2 separate regions of the Sus scrofa genome follow, and region 2 is linked to region 1. Evidence: chromatin contacts called from public promoter capture Hi-C data. All regions are on one chromosome and are shown on one strand. The core of a region is the stretch at or near the end of the contact, and the rest is flanking DNA. Distances in the headings are between cores, read along the strand shown. Region 1 holds the start of QTRT2 (queuine tRNA-ribosyltransferase accessory subunit 2). Region 2 holds the start of NEPRO (nucleolus and neural progenitor protein).

Region 1 (6,742 bases), core at 730-3,229:
TGCACACACAATTACATACTCTACACTCTGTATATGAATACAAAAAACTGAAGGACTTATAAACAATACAGTGCACTAAGCTGACTAAGAAAGACTTACAGAAAAGAGGAACTAAAATTCTAGACATCAGTAACAAAAGATAAAGAAGAGACTATTCATTCAGTGGTAGAGCATTCTAAAATCCTTACACTATTTGGGAGGAGGAGAGAGTTCATGAGTACTTTAAGCTTTAAGTATGTGTGCTAAAAACTTTTAAGTAACCACTGAAAGATTACTGACAATGGATCATTCCCAAACCCGATGGGGAGGGGCACAGAAGGATAAGAAAAACTGGTTAATTCTTAAGGGCAAGAAAGAGGAAAAGAGACCAAAAGCACATAAAAAATAGAAAATACAAAATAAAATGGAAGTCCAAATATGTCAGCCATCACAAAACAAGTTAAATTAGTTTCACCTATTTAAAGACACAACAACAGTAACAACATTTATTGGGTGTTTACTATGTATCAGGTATTGTTCTTCACATATTAACTCCTCTAATGCTTACTGTCATGTCAACCTAAGGCAGAGGTTATCATTATGTGCCTTTACAGAAGAGGAGACTGAGGCTAAAAAAAGCCACCATTTACAAAGTGGAAGAGCCAGGGCTTAAATCATAGAAGTCTGGCTTTAAAGGCTGTAATCTAACAGGCTGATAGTCTATTAGAAATCCCATCTTGTCCAAAAATATATGCAACCCTCTACATATTAAATGTAATGTTAAGATACAATTTTAATTGTTTTCCATTTTGCTATATTGTTATTATGGTTCATATTTCCCCCATCTCACTTCTCTGCATCTATCCACCCTCCCAGCCTGTACAACCCTTCTCTTATAGTAACACAAATATTTAAATATACTTGTATATGAGAAAGGATGTTCTTCAATAAAAAATGCAAACATACTATACTGTAAGCACTTTTCTGCAATTCACTTTTCTCTTGGGAATTCACAATGGATATTTTTCCTAAAGAAGAGATACAAAGCTTAACCTACCCTTTTAAAATAACTATTTCATGATACTGGACAGTTTTGATGTAACACAGTTTAATCATCCATAAGGTTTCTGATGAATACTCAAGCAGGACTCATGATTGTTATAATAGTCTGAGGGCACAGATTCCCTCACAGATCTTTTTCACAAATCTCGTCTACTTCAGTTTACATGTTCTGGCAGAGTTCTGATTTCTGACTGATTTTTAAATGGTTACCACACCCTAATGATTTAGGTAGTATAGCTCCCATTTTGCGGATGAAAAAATCTAGGATCCAAGCTGCCTAAAGTCATACAACTACAAAGTAGTTAGGCCCAAAGCTCCAGCTCTAAATCTCTACTTTGCCTTATGAACCCGCTTATCCCAGCATAGACTGTCCCTGGAGGCTCAGCCAATAACCATATATTTATCTTCACTCCATTGGGCATTTCCTGGAGTACCAGACCTCAAGAGGCACTTAGCTCAGGTATCTGAGTTCAGTCCAACGCTCCCAAGATCCTAGGCAGTGTAGAAAAAACTTCTACATGAGAACTTGACCCTTAAGCAGAGGTCAGTAGAAAGAAGACAGTTTTCTCTCATAGAAGCGGTGAAGCTCACACGATTTGGGAGAATCTGGACTTACAGAAGCTAGGATCAACCAGAAGACCCCGAAAAATGAAAGAGACATGGCGGGACTACAATCACTGTTACAGCAACACAACCAGGAAGAGTCTGGGCGAGACGTGACACTCTCGTTTCAGCCCTACTCACTCGTAGCATCCCCGACACCAACAAGGAAAGAGGGCACTTACCTGCAAACCGCCCAACTTTTCTAGGGTGGAAATCCCCCTCAACTCCTCGCGGTTGGCTACCACGTGTCCGGCTTGCAGAATTCTCGGCCCCCTAAACCACCGCCTCCGAGGCAGAGCCAATCAAGGGGCATTGCGTCATCACAGAGCGCCAGGAAAAGGCAAAGGTAACAGCAAAGCGAGCTCCTGTGACTGGAAGGCCTAGGGACCGCTGCCGTTGCCATGGGTAACTGAGCAGACTCATTCCCCCATCGCAAAGCCTCATGGGAGTGGTGGTTCGGCGGCGCCCCACACTTGCCTTCTTTGTGGGCTGAGGAACTACAACTCCCAGAGAGACCTGGAAGCAACCTAAGTTAAGGAGCGTTTGTTGCAGCTTTGGCTCAAGTCCGGGCCTGAACCGGGGAAATGCTGCTGACGCCCCAGGAAAGGTCCTCTTCAAAGAAGGGGACGGGGCTGAATCGTTGGAAACAGTTTACAAGGAAGCCGAGTCCCACCAAGGTGATCTGTCTGTATTGGGAGCTCTTGGAGACGGGGAGGGGAGGCGGGAACCCGCCCTGAAGCCCCGTCTGCGCTTCGTTCTTCTTCCCTAAGGGGCATCCTTACTTGGCCCGTCCCCGCCATGACCGACCCAGCCAGTAATGTCCTAAGTGAAGGGGGCCCAGGAACTTTGGGGTTCGGGTACCTTACGACTTGGGTGGGCAGCGTCTTGGAAAAACTCTTTCCATCTAAACGGTTTTCTCAAAAAACATGGAGTCCCAGTTGTGCCCATCCTGCTGAAGAGAATTCGAGAACCATTCCCTCTCCCCACCGCTCCAGGTTTTAGGGAAGTTCCCTCAAGGTTACATTTCCGCCTCCTATGTTTTGCAAGTCGTAGGAAATTGTTCTTTTTTGAAGGGATAAGATCTTCACCTTAAGTCCTCTCTGTCATATCCCTCCCCTTCTAGGTTTACACAGAGTAGCTACGATGAACTCAGGAATGCAAGTGGTTATTGAATGTATCACTTGAAAATCTCTAAATTCAAGCAACAATCAAAAAACAGATCCTATTTTATATGTCATCCCCTTTGATGTATTTTCATCCAACTAATAACCCCACTTAACTTGAAACGTGTAAATGACATGTGCAAAGTCACAGTCACAGGGTATGTGCTTTCCACAGACTACCTTTTTAACCGTCACAAAAATAAATGCTTTAAATGTAAATGGAAGTGCCAAATGGAGTGGCTTCACAGCTGTTTTCACCGATCAGTTACACTTTCTTAAAAATATATCTTATAGACATGTGGCCTTTCTGAGCCCCCAGGCAATAGTGCTTGCTGCTTTATTCTAAATATACCACTTAAATAAAGCACTGGATATATTCCACTTGGTGAATATTTTGCCCCGGATACTGGAGGGTGCAGAATGGAGCATTAGAGAGAGTTGGAAACCCTCTGCTCTTGTTGTACCAGTTCTGTAATGGATTGGATCCAAAATAGGTTATAGATATAAACTTAATGAAAGGTTAAAAACTGAGGACAATTTTGGGGACCCCAAAAGGAAAGATTTATGTTGCTAGTGCTCATTGTTACTACCTAGAGGAAAGATAAAAACACTAGAGCTCTTTGAAGGTCAGTTGTGCTTTAATAGGATCAGCTGTTTATTTGTTGCAGTGGCAAAATTATTCAGCAGTACAGGTGCATTAATTAGTTATCTGTAAGGTCTTTTGAAGGGGAAGTGTTATGTAAGTGAAAGAGTATTATACCTTTCCCTCCCCATGTGTCAGTATGCTAGTTATTCCCTTCTTTAAAAACCCTCCTGAATTGTTAGCAAAGCAAATACTTCTGTTTGTTAAGTGACTAACAGAGGGAATTCTGCAACTTCTGAGGGTTAAGAGAGTGAAGAAAGGCGGTGTTCTGTTGGTCTGATTTCTAATTTAAGATGAATATCTGATTGGCCTGGATAGAAATTTATGTGATTTCTGCCTCTTTACTGATTTATTAAACAGTGGAAGATTGGTTATCCCTTCCTCTACCCTCAACCCCCTCCCCCTCCCTGCTCCTGAAAAGATGGGCCTGAGGAGAAGTGCATACCTTCTCCAAGCAGATTTGCTTCCATAACACTTGAATAATCAGGTTAATTTAATCAGTGCTTGTTTAGATTTTTATAAGGAATATTATATGTGGCATTTTGATCTTAACCCTGGGGAGCTTTCAACAAATACTGCCACATGGGCCGTAGTCCAGACCAATTAAATCAGAATCTGGAGATGGGCCTAGGTAAGAGATTAAAAAACAGAATATGTTCCTGAAAAGGCTTCATGTTTCTTCCTCCTGCTGGCATTCCATGTTCTTTTGTTGCTGAGCTTTCTAATAAGATGCTTTAGGGAAAGACTAAGGATACTTGTCCATATGTTTTAATGAGAATGACATTAAAATAGCAAGGCTGATAAATATATTGCTGTCTACTAATATTCTGTATGTATTACCTACAGCCTATGTTTGACCCTGACAATATGGAACACTGGATTAAGGTAAGGCTATTTCATGATTAAGATAGAAAGAGAATTAAGAGTTGCACATAATCAGATGGCATAGAATACTGATAGGTATCCATTTTGCATATATTTTGCTATTTTCCTTCCCATGTGACTATATATATATATATTGCCTTAATTTTATACTCTAGTATTTTTTTCATGATTTTGTTGATTCTCATGAAAACTTCACTAACAGGTTTGGACCATTAGGATCACCTGAAAAGGACTAAGAAAGGAGGGGAGGAGAAGTCTTAGGGTTATGGCCTTCCTCAACTAATTAGAAAGACTTTCCCGTAGTTACATTGATCTGCAGGACCAATACAGTAGGTAAAAGCTGTGCACACATCACAAGTAAGAATCTTCTAATGATGAGAGCAATCCACAAATAGATTGGCCATTCTTATAAAGAGATGTGTTTTCTATCACTGCTGGTATTCAAGTAGACTTTATTTTATGTTGTTTTATTTATTTTTGGCCACGATCTTGGCCTGTAGAAGTCCCTGGGCCTGGAATCAAATGCATGCCACAGCTGTAACCAGAGGCACAGCAGTGACAACACTAGATCTTTAACCCAGTGAGCCACAAGGGAATTCCTTGAGTAGATTTTAAATGCTCACTTAATGTTAGGAGTGATGAGGAGTATATTTGAGCATTTAATGAGGGAGGGATTGGGTTAGATAACCACTGAGGCCTCTTCAGGGCTGAGATACATATTTTTGAGTCCAAGTACCATTTACATTGAGAGTACTGTTAAACCACTTTAGGTATGTGCCACCGAGTGTCATTTTGGCAATTTGCCATACTCAACTCATTTGTGCACCATGTTTCAAAATGTATTTTCCTGAGAAAGTACCTTTCTGCTTGGTAGTATTTCGAAGAGCTATTACTTATCTAAATTGACAGGTGTTATGAGCACCAGGCCAGATGGAACCTAGGCTAGATATAATCATTATTAACCATTTTTTCATCCAGCCAGTATTTACTAATTTCCCACTAAGTACTAGGGCACTGGAGATAATACAGTGCACAGGGCAGGTACAGTTTCTGCCTTCCCAGAGTTTATAGTCCACTGAGAGCTAAACAACTTACTCAGAACTGTTGGGAGAGTTAAGGATATAATGGAAGCTCATGGTGCGGGGTAGGAGGGTGCTCGTTTGGATGGGGCCACAGAAGCTTTCTGGTTCCTGCAGAGGCCTGACTTAGAAGACAATGAAGTGAGTCCAAGTGATGGAGGCTAGCATCTGGGAAGCCCACTCCTCAGCCTCCATTAGGCTCAACTTGTGTGTCATTGTTGAAAGTCACAGTGCGAAGCCCCTGCAGTGCTTAATTGTACCTTCATTTAATCTGCTTTTCCAGAGGGAAGGATTAAGTAAAACAGAAGGGTAAAATTCTGCTCAGATTTGTCTGCATCATTTTCCTCTTTCATGCAGTTGTCAGCCAGCTTGATTTGGTTAGATCTTTATCATTTCTTTTATCACTCTGCTAAAACTTCTGCAGTAGCTCTTTCTCCATTATACTCTCAAATCTCCTGTCTTGAAAAAAAATCAGTAAGTCCTCATTTCATCCCGTAGTCTGTTCTCATTGCCGTACTATTTCTTTTTCTTTTCCATTGTTTTTGGATGTACAGCCTGGACTCCTTGCCTTTCTGTATTTATTATCCTCTCATGTCTGCAGTTATTTTCCTTTGGTGTTTGTTTCTTATATCCCACAGGAAGTTGTCATAAATGACTTCTTGGCAAAATCTAGTGGTCACTTCTTTGTCCTCAAACTATTTTGTCATAAATGACTTCCTGACAAAATCTAGTGGTCTCTTCTTTGTCCTCAGTTGTTTGATACAGTTATCACTTTTTTATTGTAGAAATCCTCTCCACCATTATCTGTTAGTGACACTGTTATCTCTTGCTTCCTTACCACCACTCTGTTCACTTCTCTCTCTTCTTGTCCAATTTTATTCCCGAATATATCCCAACTCTGGTGTTCCCTAAATAATTACAACTTCCCAGTCCACTTGAGTGGACCACCTTCTCAAAATGGAAGAGCGGGGCATATATGGAAAGGTTAAGGAACATAGTGAAGGTTGAGAAAGAGCTTTTTTCAGGACAGAAAAGGAAGATCACCCAATGGAATTGGGGACTTGGCTAAAGCAGGTGACCATAGTTTTTTTGTGATCCCAGGAATTAGTAGATCAGATTGATGCAGACTTGAAGGTTTTCATTGGAGAAACAAGAAGTAAGAGATTTGACACTTATGTAAGATAGTAGCTGAATATCCACATAGAGTAGGAAAGGGAGGGGACCCTGTGAAGAAGCATATGGTGACTGGAGGATGTGGTCAGGTGCAACAACAGTGTATGAATTAGGAGGAGCCAAAAACGGAGATGCATAGGAGGTTGATGTTGGAG
Region 2 (7,014 bases), core at 2,460-4,959, 1.0 Mb after region 1:
CAAACACACACATACACAGATGCACACACATATCCTAAGAGTTTGATACATGCTATTTAGCATTAAAAATAATTTTTTCTCATTACAATGCAACACATATTTCTCTCCTTTAACTAGAAAATACAAAAAAGATCACAGAAGAAAAAAAGACCCATCCTACTGCTGAAAAGATAATCATCATTAACACCTTCATTTAGATCCGTTCAGACCTTTCTCAATGTGTGGACGACAACTTTTTTCATGGAATCACATTGTACATAGTTTTCTAAGCTGCTTTTAATGTATCATTTAAAAGTACTCTCATTAATAAAAATTCATTTATTTACAACACTGGATTCCAAACTGTTCCTAGGAAGTGTCTCTTTCCTAGGAAGAGGCCTTAATGCAAGGACCCTGCATTCTACCTTGCACCCTTAACCACTGCAATTCTGCTTTCATTTGTTTTACATATCTGATTTCCATGTTAAGATTTTTGTGAGGAAAAAGAATTCCACTGCCAAAATACTTGAAAACCACTGATTCATTGTGTGATATATCATTTTCCATTTTTATGATTGTGACAAAGGATAACTTCATATATAAATTTTTGTCCAAAGCCCAACATGGGACATGATGCTTTTTACTTATGGTCTACTTGATAATACTCCAAAATTATTTTAGTCTGTATTTCTTGGATTACTAATGAGATGGACAGGGTTTCATCTACTTCACAGCGATGTGTGTCTGTGGCAGTCTTTCTTCACAAATTCAAACTTTTTAAAGCATGACCCTAAAACCTTACTTTCTTTGTAAAATACAGAGCCCATGCCTCTTCCATATCCCCCAGTTCAAGCAGGCTCTGGTTTTAATTTTCCACCATTCACCTGGAACCCATCTCCCTGCCCTCTGCTCTGGGTAATGGTTGCAAATCCTACTCCACTGAAGCTCCTTCATCTTTCTGTTCCCCCACCTCAAACATACTCATGTATAAAGCTATCTTTAGTTTTCTCCCTGGCTCAGAAAATAAAAGCTTTCTGATCTTTAAGACAAACCCTCTACCTAAGCACTTCATTCCACCACTGCTTGTTTCCTTTAGGACCTAGTATAGTGTCTGGCAAACAGCTGATGCTCCAAAACTTTGCTGAATGAATAATGCATCTTCTTTCATCAATTCTCTTCCCTTCATCTCTTTAGTAGGTCCAGCTTCACTCACTCTTTTGGCCCCATTTCCCTTGGCCTATTCTGGTGATCAAATCATTTTCTATCATGGTCAGTTTTATGTATCAACATGGCCCACAGGCAATCTCAAACTCAGAATGTCAAAGTTCTCTCTCTATTCCTGCCAACTACTTAAATTTGTTCTTCTTTTGGATGTGACATCTCAAACTCAAGGCAAAAGTCTGAAAGTCATACTAGACATTTATATACCTAAATACTAGACATCTAAATAAGTCAGTGTCCATCTTCAGTGCCAGGGTTTGAATTCAGGCCTTCATTCCCTCTTGCCTCAGCTTTTAATAGATCCCCTTACCTCCCTTTCTCCAGGCTTATCTCCTTCAAATCTGTTCTCCAGAGTGCTTGTCCTCTGATGCAAGGTGACCACAAATGCCCAGCCTAAGACTCAATGACTTCTCTGTCACCTGCAATAAGGGATTCCTAATATAGGCCACTATCACAAGGAGCATTTAAAAACACAGATTAGAACTCTACTCAGACCTAATGAATAAGAATTTCTAAAGTGAAGCCTGAAGTTTTTCTCTTTTAAAAGACTAGCCAGGTTATTATGATCAGCCAGGATTGAGAGCCACCAGCCTTCAAGGTAAATCCACATTCTGTCCCTGACACCATTACTCCCAGCTTTATCCCTCAAAACACATCATGCTCCAGCAATACTGATGCATCCAGGATGACTGATTCTTCAACCCACGTTGTTTACCATCTTTCTGTCAGGAATGTCTTCTTCTCTTATCTGCTTGGGAAATTCCTACTTGTTCATCAAAAGCATTATTCAAGAATACCTAGTCTCTTACTTAAGCCATTAAATACTGACAAACTAGTGAAATTGTACACACTAAGTATGTGCAGTTCTTGGCATACCAATTTTACCTCAATAAAGCTGTCAAAAATTAATTGAGGTCCTACTACATGTCAGGCTCTGAGCTGAGCATTGTTATATAGAGATCAATAACCTACATTATTTACAATATTTACATTAAGCCCACATACCACTGAAGAAAGAGGCATACAAATATACAAATTAATATAGTACAGTGAGGTAAATTCTGTGAGAGTTTGTGGTAGGCTGAATAATGCCCCCTTCTAAGATGTCCAAATCCTAATCCTCCAAATCTATGAATATGCTACTTTACATTACAAAACAAATTTTGTAGATGTGATTAAGTTAAAGATTCTGAAATGAGGAAATCATCCTGGGTTATTTTGGTGGGCTCAAAATAATCACCAGGGTCCTTTTAAGATGGAGGCAGGCAGGAGGATGAGAGAGAAAAAGAAGGTGCAAAGAGACTGGAAAATGCTCTGCTACTGACGTTGAAAATGGAGGATGGAGACATGAACCAAGGAACATGAACATGTGGCCTCTAAAAGCTGCAAAAAGCAAGAAAATGAATTTTCCACTAGCGCTTCCAACCTTGAACCAGTGAGATCAGTTTTGGACTTCTAAGTTCCAGAAATGTAATATAACTGTAAGTGACTATATGGCAGCAACAGGAAGCTAATACAGAAGCCAACACAGGGCATTAAGGTAGTACATAAAGGGGTCTCTACATCAAGTTGTAGAGTGGGAAAGGGATGTTCAGGAAGAATTACTCAGAGCTGGGGGAGATTGTGTTTAAGGGAAATGGTCCAGGTAGAGAAATTAATATGTATAAAGGTATAAACAGAGAGCATGGAAAGTGTTATGACAAGTCTATTTGCATTAAACAGTAAAAAAATATTAACAATATTAATTCTGCTAAGAGTACTGTTTGTATGCCAGGCACCATTCCAAAACACTTTTCAGCTCTGAGTACTTTATCATTCTGTATTATCATCATCATTTTATCTATACGGATACTAAGGTTTGGAGGAGCTAGTAATTTAGCACTGCAGTGGGGGCCTTTAGTAAAGTAGCATCAGGGTGGCTGAAAATAAATGAACTATTAGATACTAGAGAGGTGGGGGTCAGCACTGCTTGGGATATCAACTTGTTCTGGACGCTGACAGAAGATGGGGTTGATAGAGTCAGAGGCCTCCAATTTCTGTGATGTGATCGTGGTTTTGTTGCCGCTCAAGGTAGAGCTGTCCTTGACTAACTCAAAGTAAATCACTTATGTTACAAATGTAAACTCTGCCTCCTTATTTCCCTTCTTCCTTTCCCCCTAATGTCTGGGGTGGAGATAGAGGTGTATGCACCAACTAAACTGTGAGCTTCACTCTGCACATTTGTGAAATGCTTTGAAATAGTTCCAAAATTGATTGCGCCTCAGAATCCCTTGGAGAAGCATACACACAATGCAGATTCCTCGCCTTATTCAGAGATTTTGATTGAGTAGTACATGGATGGGGCTCCGCCTCACCCCCTCATCTGCAAATCTCCCAAATATTCTGGTACCTGACCAGCGCCTGAATGACTTCTGGGTCGTTCAGGTACACCGCATTTGATTCCGTAAAGGACCCTCCCCCGCCCCGCCCCCAGGCCCCGCCCCGCCCCCAGGCCCCGCCCCCTCTCCCTCTTCCTCAACCTCCCCTCCCCCGCCTGCCCCGGACGTCTCCTGCTTCGTCGTTTCATTTTGTCTCGCCCAGCTCCGCCTTTTCCAGGTCCTCCTCTGTCTCTCAAGATGGCTGCGCTGCCGCCGAGCCCGGAACTGTGGAACCGCGTGAGGATCCCCAAAGCCGGCAGCCGCAGTACAGTAATCGTGCAGAACCCTGACACACCGCTGGGTGAGTGAGGCGCCCCATAAGGGGCGCAGGCTTTTCCGCAGGAGGCGTCTGGCCGCTGCCGGCGCACGTGCGCGAGGGGCGGGACTTCCGGACTCCGCGGGACGCTGGGTATGACGGCGGTGTGCGGCATCTGGGGTCGGGCGTTTGTGGGGACCTCTGGCTTTGCTGTTCTCTGGACCCACCGTGCCGACCGCAGGGCTTCCATGGGGCGCCGAAAAGGCAGAGAGGGGCGAACGCAGCTAGCATCAGGGAAAAGTGCTGCCTGGGAACCCTCTGTTGACGCAGGCCACCAAGAGCCGTGGTTACTCCACAGTCTTTCCCGACCTCTTCCACCGAGGAGCGGCGGGTCACTCAAGCACTCTGCACTTAAATCGCACTCTTCCTAGATCCCCCTTTCTTTTCTGTAAAATAGGGTTAGTCTTCCCTGCCCATCACTGGGTTGTTGGGAGGATATAATGATGTCATTTAGGTGAGTATGCTCTGAAGTGAAATATCAGTGTATGGTGGCATTGCCGTTATCAAGCAGCAGGAGCTTGGTCTGGGTTTAAAACCTGGCTCTTCCTCTGCTGGAGCTAGGGTGAGGGATGGGAGTGTCCTTATTTCACATTTCTGGGTCTCAGCTCATTTCCAAATGAGGGTAAAACAGTATTTGCCTTACAGAGCTGTTTGGTTTTTTGGGGGTTTTGTTTGTTTTTTGCTTTTTAAGGCCACACCCAGCATATGTAAGTTCCCAGGCCAGGGGTGGAATCAGAGTTACAGCTACCAGCCTACACCACAGCCACAGCAATGGGGGATCCGATCCACATCTGAGACCTACACCACAGCGCATGCCAATGCCGGATCCCTGAGCCACTAAGCCAGGCCAGGAATTGAACCGCATCCTCATGTATACTAGTCGGATTCCTTTCAGCTGCGCCACAATGGGAATTCCTATAGAACTGTTTTGATGGAAGAGTAAAGTATTTGGAACAGTGCCTGATACAGTGAATAAATACTCAAATGATAGCTGTTATTAATAATATTTAATACCTGTAACTTACCTAATCATCACATCCCCAGCCCTATCCATCCATCCTGCTCAGTTTACAAGAAACCTTCCCCCATCCTCTATTCAAAAATTCCTTAACATGATTCCTATTAGGCCTGGAAATTCACCAGCTCTCTCTTTATCCCAAAGGCACCCCTTTCTGGCCTCAAATAGCTGGGACGGTTAAGAAACTTCTCTATGTTCTATAGAAATCTGCCTCTGTGTTACTTCCACTTAGGAGGCTAGTACTACCCTGAGAGCCACAGACAACACATTAACTCCATCTTCTACTTCAAAGCTTTTCGGACCAAAAAGCTATCATCTCATTCTACTAAGTACCATGTGTTCAGTCACATAAATTACATAATTTCCAGTTGTTAACAGTGGTTTCTCTTTTCTGAATATATTTGTAAAGCAGTACCCAAATACAGTGCCTTTGATTTTTAAGAGAATTAATTTATCCGTTTAGAGAAGTACACAACATGTTTCCCACCTCAGGGTACTTAAGGTGTTAAGTATACTAGTTTAACACATGTTCTCTCAGTGACTTCTTGGACTTGATATCATCTGGCACCATTTTCCTTCCTTCCTATGTGACTTCTCACATACTTGAAATCATTTTGTTCCTACAGGAACAAATTAATGATGACAGTAATGATGACATTAATTTGTTCTTGATTTATTAAATAAGGGAAGATGCTTCTTTCAATGTACATTTTATATGCTATACTTAAAATGTAGAAATGCATATTAAGTCTAACTAAACATCTCTGCTTTAGACCTTTGCATTGCAGCTGTAATTAAAGAATGCTCTCTTGTTATACTGTCACTGAAGAGCCAAACCTTAGATGCAGAAACGGATGTGTTATGCGCATTCCTTTACAGCAATCACAACAGAATGGGCCGCCACAAACCCCATTTGGCCCTCAAACAGGTAAGGGGGAAGTCCTGTATTTAAGACTCAACATGTTTACTTGATGAAGATGGACATCACTCTGCCACTTAATATTTTGTTGTTTATGGAAATCACAGTAAATTACTTGTGATTTATAGGTCTTCAGCCCACAGTTGCATGTGGGCGTTCTCTTTTTTTTCTGAAAGCATTTTTAAAAAGTTTATTTAGAAAGGAATTATGTTTGATTCTTTCCCAGTCTTTTTTCTAGTAGATAGGTAATTTTAGGAAAAATTTTCTTCATTACATACAATCTTAAATTACTGTGCCTTCCTATGTGCTGGGCACTGTGCTTCATGCTGGGTGTACGGGCCAAAAAATACAGGCATTGTATTGAACCTTACAGGTTCATGCTCTTTGGTTTTCACTCCATTACTTAAGGCAAAAAAGATGACGATTTCTTTTTTTTTTTTTTGTCTTTTTAGGGCTACACCCAGGGCATATGGAGGTTCCCAGGCTAGGGGTTGAATCAGAACTGTAGCCACTGGCCTACACCACAGCCATAGCAACGTGGGATCTGAGCCTCATCTGCAACCTATACCACAGCTCACAGCTGGATTCTTAACCCACTGATCGAGGCCAGAGATTGAACCTGTGTCCTCATGGGTGCTAGTCAGATTCGTTTCCACTGAGCCATGACGGGAACTCCAAGATTTCTTCATCAAAGAAAGATTTGGGATCATAGTCTTTCCCAAAGTTTTCTTTTCTCATGGAAGTTTTTATCTCCTTCTGAGAATTTAACACCGAAACCAAACTTGTTAGATTAAACGTACATATTTCTCCTCCTGGCTTCCAAGTTGTGAATAATTATCCAGTCAGAAAAATTTGGTGTTCTGTTTCTCTTCTTCCTTTTATGTAATTCTCCCACCTGCTCACACTGATCAGTCAAAACTTTCTCTGCATCTAGTCCCTTTTAGTTCTGGCTGCCATCTCTTTTTTCAGACTTTGTCAATTTTTAGTTGTCTTGCAATCCTGACTGGTCTTTCCTCTATTTAATCATCTTAAAACACATCTTTAATTTTTCATGGTTCTCCATTGTCTCCTGAATAAAAACTAAACCTCTTAGCTTAACTTACAAAATCCTCCATGATCTGGCCTTTTCAGTTTTCCTTAGCTC

Evidence for each region. Promoter capture Hi-C pulls out the DNA fragments that hold promoters and counts their contacts.
Region 2: a promoter capture Hi-C map of liver shows a contact between it and region 1, with 3 times the contacts expected there. The contact joins the promoter of NEPRO here to the promoter of QTRT2 in region 1. A contact is called at or near these places in 1 of 5 promoter capture datasets (liver) and 1 of 2 datasets of contacts at active chromatin or transcription factors (alveolar macrophages).

What each region holds. Positions count from the first base shown.
Region 1 is chr13:145,877,883-145,884,624 of Sscrofa11.1, forward strand. QTRT2 (queuine tRNA-ribosyltransferase accessory subunit 2) reads right to left here and starts at 1,980. Exons shown (of 9, transcript XM_005670209.3): 1 at 1,827-1,980. CCDC191 (coiled-coil domain-containing protein 191) reads left to right here and starts at 2,081. Exons shown (of 16, transcript XM_021070343.1): 1 at 2,081-2,321; 2 at 4,297-4,335. The coding sequence starts at 2,229.
Region 2 is chr13:146,898,301-146,905,314 of Sscrofa11.1, forward strand. It overlaps NEPRO (nucleolus and neural progenitor protein), which reads left to right and starts at 3,710. Exons shown (of 9, transcript XM_003132674.4): 1 at 3,710-3,918; 2 at 5,725-5,879. The coding sequence starts at 3,816. The region is part of intron 5 of GTPBP8 (GTP-binding protein 8); the gene reads right to left.